Regions from separate parts of the Mus musculus genome. Here region 1 is linked to region 2. A link is a contact called in public promoter capture Hi-C data. All regions are on one chromosome and are shown on one strand. Each heading gives the region's core, a stretch centred on a gene start, on an enhancer-like site or on the middle of the called end of the contact. The rest is flanking DNA. Distances are from core to core; before and after follow the strand shown. Region 1 holds the start of D16Ertd472e (DNA segment, Chr 16, ERATO Doi 472, expressed). Region 2 overlaps Usp25 (ubiquitin specific peptidase 25).

What was found. Promoter capture Hi-C pulls out the DNA fragments that hold promoters and counts their contacts.
Region 1: a contact with region 2 is called in a promoter capture Hi-C map of hippocampal neurons, with 4 times the contacts expected there. The contact joins the promoter of D16Ertd472e here to the enhancer-like site in region 2. A contact is called at or near these places in 7 of 39 promoter capture datasets (the 3T3-L1 cell line, the C10 cell line, the HPC-7 cell line and 3 more), 4 of 115 datasets of contacts at active chromatin or transcription factors (astrocytes, fibro-adipogenic progenitors, large pre-B cells and 1 more) and 1 of 9 other capture datasets (liver).

What each region holds. Positions count from the first base shown.
Region 1 is chr16:78,574,877-78,577,973 of GRCm38.p6, forward strand. D16Ertd472e (DNA segment, Chr 16, ERATO Doi 472, expressed) reads right to left here and starts at 1,812. Exons shown (of 5, transcript NM_001252439.1): 1 at 1,548-1,812; 2 at 1,045-1,178. The coding sequence starts at 1,171.
Region 2 is chr16:77,033,238-77,036,308 of GRCm38.p6, forward strand. Usp25 (ubiquitin specific peptidase 25) reads left to right here. Exons shown (of 24, transcript NM_013918.2): 2 at 666-743. Among named protein-coding and RNA genes, the nearest start is that of Usp25, 21 kb to the left of the region's middle. Within about 2 kb of position 1,699, at least 51 of the 459 cell types and tissues checked have an H3K27ac peak or open chromatin away from gene starts, as enhancers often do. A contact at or near this core is called in hippocampal neurons and neutrophils, where this site is marked.

The sequences.
Region 1 (3,097 bases), core at 562-3,061, 1.5 Mb after region 2:
CATTTCTAAGTCACGCTTTTAAAACTAGGTGTAATCACTACAATTTACTAAAGCCAGAGTAACAAGCATACTACTTAGCCCACAGAAACTCCATGATGCGCCAAGACAGACACCATTTGGAAGCTACAACACTTCTGAGTAACAAGTCCTAACAGGAATGGCAAAGTCTATGATCTCAGTACAGGAGTGTGCTTAGCAATAAGGATACATTGTCCCTCTTAATAAGACAAAAAAAAAATCATGAAAGTCTTTAAAGACAAAATGAAATGTTGTTTTGAAACCAAGCCCTTAAGCATCTAGGTATTTCAAAATATTTAGTATCTAGTAAGATCTTTCTCTACTGACAGACACATTAGAACCTCAAAATTCAAGTTATACACAAATTTTTATTTTGGGGGAAATTTTAAGATTCTTCTTCAGTGTGACTCATAGATACCCCAAAAGACTTGGGGTTTCACTGTGACAGTGCAAATAGAAAGCTCACAGCCCATGTTTCCTGGAAACATCTAGGACCCAGTTATCTGTGTACCCAACACAACCTTCAGCAAAAGGTTTAATTTCTCAAGCATTTCTTTTACACATTCTCACAATGGTACTGGCATCGAAAGAATTGAAAAGTCCTTTTTTAAAAAGATTATTAATATTAAAGGAAGTTATTTAAAATCTGATATAAACAACTTAAAAAAATAAAAGTTAGTTAAAATTCACCACATGATGGGAAAAATAGAGACTAAGTTTGGCAGAAAGGAGTAAAATTATATCTGCCCACGTGTACGGTCATGTTGATTCTTAAATGTTTATCAGACAATACCTGCACTTCATTTCATATTAGTTAAAAGGAGCTTAACATTCTGTTATAAAGACAAACATTTCCCTCGACTCATAACTATTGTTAACTCTGGCTTCATTTCCAGAAACCCTTAGCAGATCTTCACTTAGGACAATCTCTAGGCTTTCAAGCAGTTGCAGTGTTACCTCCAAACATCTCAGCCTAAGTTGCACAAAGTAGTACGCGGCACGCAGTTAAAACCGCAGAATCCTTACCCTCGAGATTTAGCTCGAAGCAAATGTGGCAGAAGGAGAGCGTGTCTTTGTCTGTTCCCAGTTTACAAACACTGCAAATGTTGTCATCATTCAAGTCAATGCTTACAAACTGCTCCTCTTCGTTCATAGTGCCCCTATGAGGAAAGAGAAAGGAGCAAGTTACACAACGGCAAAAACTTGCTTATGGCCTGCAGTAACCGACCAAAAACCCCCCCAAAAACCGAAAAAGGAGGCGTTTGCAACAGCCCTGTCAGGCAAGCATCGCCATACCTGGAGTTACAGTATCACAGTTTTACTGCGAAAAAGCAAAAGGGCTGCCCACAGGAGACACCCGCCTCCCGGGTCGCGCCGGCAGACACCCGGCCTGTCAACCAACTTCGGGTCGGTCGCTGTGGCCAGAAGGAGCCGCTGGGACGCGGCTTTGCCAACTTCTGGGTGAGCGTCTGGAGGCGTCCCGCTAACTCGGTTACCCGGCTCCCCGGCTCCGCCGCGGCAAGACGCACGTGGGGACTGGGACACCCGGGAAGGATCGGCTCACGTCGGAGACTCTTCAGCCACGGACCGGAGGGTCCCGGGGACGCCACTCGAGGATCGTGGGCGTCCGGCACGGCGTGGGATCCGTCTCGTCTGTCCGTCCGTCCCGGCACTGGTCCTGAGCACCAGAGCGGCTCAGAGAAGGACCTCTACCGTCCGGCTCCGCGGGCCACCGTCCGCGCGCCACGATCCGATCCGCACTATTGTTTCCGCCGGCGCCGCAGCGCAGACAGCAGCGCGCTCCGCCCCGCCCGGGCCGCCTGCGCCACCCCGAGCCGCCCACGGGGAGAGCGGCCGGGCCAGCCCACAGCCCCAGGGCCCCACGTGGCCACCCTAGCGCAGGGAGTGTAGCCGCCCTCCGCCCGCCCCGCGCCGCCCCGCGCCCCCGTGCGCATCCTCTTGCGCCTCCGCGGAGAGCATCTCGCTCCCCTCCGCGTGGCGCACATGGACCCGTCCGGCCCGCCTCCCTGCAGCCCCTGAAAACTCCAGCCACTTGCGGATTGCAGGAATGGGCCCACGGCTAAGCCTGAGGGGTGGAGGAGGAGAAAGGCACACACGCGTGGGGAGTGTATTGCTTCAAAACCAGGAGCCTGAACCAAGTATTATCCTTGAACTCCTGTTTCATGTTGGTTGACTTTCTGAATGAGATAAAAGTTGATAATTCAGATATCCCGATTTAGGTATAATTCTAGAAGCAGAGCATCTTTTCTTCGAATTATGTATCACGATGTGGTACCTCCCATGCACATCCACGGAAAACATTCCCGAGGCTCCGCCTCTTGTTTTTAAGTCTACCCCTTTCCTAAACTTTTTTTTTTTTTAGTATGTAAATGTACTTTCATCATCTGCTTGACTCCTTAAGCCTTGCCTAGGCCACAAGTCTACGCAATACTTTCAGTTACGTTTGCTATGCTAGTCTTTCTCAACAGTCCACAGAAGAGAAACAGGAAACTCGGCTCTTGCAGTTTAGTGGTGACTAACCCTTTATCGCAGTTTCTTAGAAACAAAAACTGGAGCTTGAACTCAAGGCTGCGGAGGTAAAGCCACTAATCAAGGACTCAAAAAAGTCATCTGTGCCCATGCTACCGAAGTGTGGTGGATGACTCAAAGACCCCATGTGGCGTTTTTACAAATGCAGAATCCAGAAATCAATACCTTGCTCTGAAAAAGACCCCCAGATCCATGGACCTGAGGTGCCTCAGCGGGGGTGGCATGAGGTGGGATGGGGGAGGGGGAGTGTTTGCTATGGCAAACCTGGCAACCTGAGCTCCATTCCCAGTGGAACGGAAGTACTAACTCCACAAAGCTGTCCTCCAAGAGTGTCCCACAGTCACCAGGACACGCCCCCCCATTAATAATAATAATGAATATTTTATAGGTCCCTGCCCCCTATGCATATTAAAATTTGGGGTGTGTTAAATATCTTGCATTTTGGATTCTACTCATTTATTTAATTAAAGTGATTTTTACAAAGTTTATATTTGTATGTGTATGTTTGTATATGTGGTGTGTATGATGT
Region 2 (3,071 bases), core at 449-2,948:
AGGTTATGAAATTCCCTAGTCTCACACACTGTGGAGGGAAGTGACTGAAGTGGACCAAACCAGTTCTACTGAGGCTGTTTTATGGCAGTGAGGTTGGAGGATCAGGGGGTCTTCTTGTCATTGGCTGCATCCTTGGACCCTGAGATGTACTCGCTGGTTTCATAGGCAGCCTGTGACATACACGCACATCTCCTAACCATCCCAGGAGTGCGCCCAGCTCAAACAGGTTCAGATTCTTGCAGAGGCATGATCTGAGACGATGAAGACAGGTTGAAAACTGTGAGCTCGGAAGCTGCTTGGGAAACTCTGGAAGCTGGGAATGAAAAACGAGAGTCCAGGCGTGGTGGCACTCACCTCTAATCCCAGGTGGATGCCTGGGAGTTCAAGGTCTGCCCTGATCTTCACCGAGTTCCAGGTCAACCAGGGCTACATAGTAATGCCCTGTCTTAAAGAAGGCAGCTGTAGAGAAACGTCAGAGTTGCGGCAGGGCTCCCTGATATGTGGTGTCTTTCCTTGTTCAAAAGAGTGGTGTTTTTATTCTGTGTCTTCCAAGGCTTACCTCTTCTCTTCTCTCCTCTTTCTTTTTCTCTTTTTCTTAAAAAAGAAAAACAAAATAGGTTCATTGTTTCTACTGTAATAATTCTGATTTCTTCTCTGCCCTCTAGCACCAGCAGACATTTTTGAATCAGCTGAGAGAAATTACTGGGATTAATGACGCCCAGATACTCCAACAAGCCCTGAAGGTATGGCCTTAGCTTACAGCTTACATCTGCGGCGTACTTTTCTCTCTCTTGTGTACTGTATTAGTTAAACCATATATTTGTAGAGACGGGAAAGCAGTCTCTTATAAAGCGAGAGCCTCATTTTGTGTGTTGCAATTGTAAACAAGTAATTCCTGCTACCTTGGAGTGGTGTGTAGCCCCTCTATAGCAGATACTTTTTCTGCAGAATGGTAGGGCATAATTTCAGTGCTCATGAATAATGTTTTTCAACCATGATTTAGTATATGACTGCGGTTCAGTGTATGGGTTAAAATACAATGTGAAGAAGGAACACAAATTAGAGAAGCAATAGGGCCCACAGCTTACCTCTTTTTCTTTCTGAGACTGAGAAATATATATTGCTTTCACCTATCATGTTGCTCATGATAACTTCATTTAGTTAAGCATGCTGTAAGGATATTCCACCTCAAATTTCAGTAGCGTGTGCATCAAAGCCAACGTGCCATTTGGTTGTATCCTAGATACACTCTCATTTCCTTATGGAGCTGCTCAGATGAGTCAAATCCCGTGGCTAGCTCACAGGGAGAAGGATGAAGCCAATGAAGTGTATGCTTGAAATAGAACTGTAGTTTGAGCTCATTTGTATGGAACATTTTTATCACCTTAGTCACAGGCATAGATGGGAGCCTTTGTAACTCATCGATGAGAGAAAAAGTCAAAACGGTCCCTGATTCTGAGCTAGAGAGCTTTAATTTCCAGAGATAGTTTACGATTTTAAAGTTTTTGATGGTTATGAGCAAATATCACCAATGATAGCAACAACCTGCGTTTCAGTTCCTCATGTGGGTTTGTTCATTTAGTCTTATATTTCCAAGAGATAAATACTTCCATTTCCCCACTTTGAAAATGACGAAACCTAAACCGTTAAGTAACCCACTCCAAATCACACAGCGGCGTGTGGAGAGGCTGGAAACAGGAGCTACAGCAGCCATCGGCCGGTGCCTGACTAAGGCTGTGTCTGCTGCTCTGGTGGGAGCTGCTGCTTTGTCCTGTTTGCCAGAAGGATGCTGGCAGGAGTTTATACAGAGCTGTGCATCTTGTCATTGGAGGAAGCAGCACTGTGCAGTCCCTCAGTTCTTAGGAGCACGTCTTTCTTTCATTCTGATAAATACCTGACCAACCCACTCCTTTCCCAGGAGATCACCGAGGATGGAGGGTGGAGGGTGAGGGTGAGGGTGTAGCCCATCACTTGGCTATGTGCATTTGGAGGAGACCCCCTCCCTGTTTTACATTTGAGAAATATAGATCAATTAAGTCTTGTCCACATTCCTTAAGTGTAAGCGGTTTTTCTTCTTCACAAACTTACATTTCAAGTTAGGTGATAGAGTAAATAGGACATTTAAACCCCAACTGATAGCCTTTCTGATTTCTCAAGGGATTTAGTAATGAATTGATTCTCTTACCAAGAAGTCCCTTGTGTTGGGAACCACAGCTACTGACTTCATCACTGTAAGCTGAACATGCTACTAGCTACTTCCCTTAACCCTGCCCAAATACCTGACAAGTGGAACTTGGGATGGCTGGAGAAGTGGCTCAAGGCGATGAGCATTGGCTGCTCTTGCATAGGACTGCATTTTGGTTCCTAACACATTATTGGCTTTCTCCATCTCTACTGGGTCAGATCTCCTCTTCTGGCCTCTGCAGGCACTGCACTCCTGTACACATAAACACACATACACAGACACACACAGACACACACACACACACACACACACATAGCTTTTAAAAAGCCAAGAGAGGAGGGTGGATTCGTTTCGGCTCAGTTTCGGCTCAGTTTACGAGTGCTGTCTCGTGGTGGGGATTCACAGTGGCAGGAGCGTGAGGGTGCCTGCTCACACCTCAGCAGACCTGAAAGCAGAGCTGGGAGACCCTCCCCGTCCACACTTCCCTGAGTTTACACAGCCTGACTCCTGAGAAAGTCACTCAGCCTCCCCAATGTTGCCATCAGCTGGGTACTGGTCTTCCAACTCAGGAGCCTGTGAATTACATTTTAGATCCAAACCATAACAAGAATCTATACTTAGTTATACAGGCTGAATAGCCACCAGGTTGTAAAATCCCTGCTGTGTTTGGGTTGAAGCACTTAGCAGGTTTCTTGACACACAGTAAATACTTCCTCAGTCTTCACTGCAGTTCCTTTGGTGAGCAGTGTACTTGCCTGACAGTGGCCTCTCTTAAAGGTGCCTCTTGGAAGAGTCACTTAGTCTCATAATGTACATAAAGGCGTCACACAGTGAAGCTGTGTTGTTGCCTTCCCACCACCCTCTCCTCAGCTCCCTGCTAGAATGA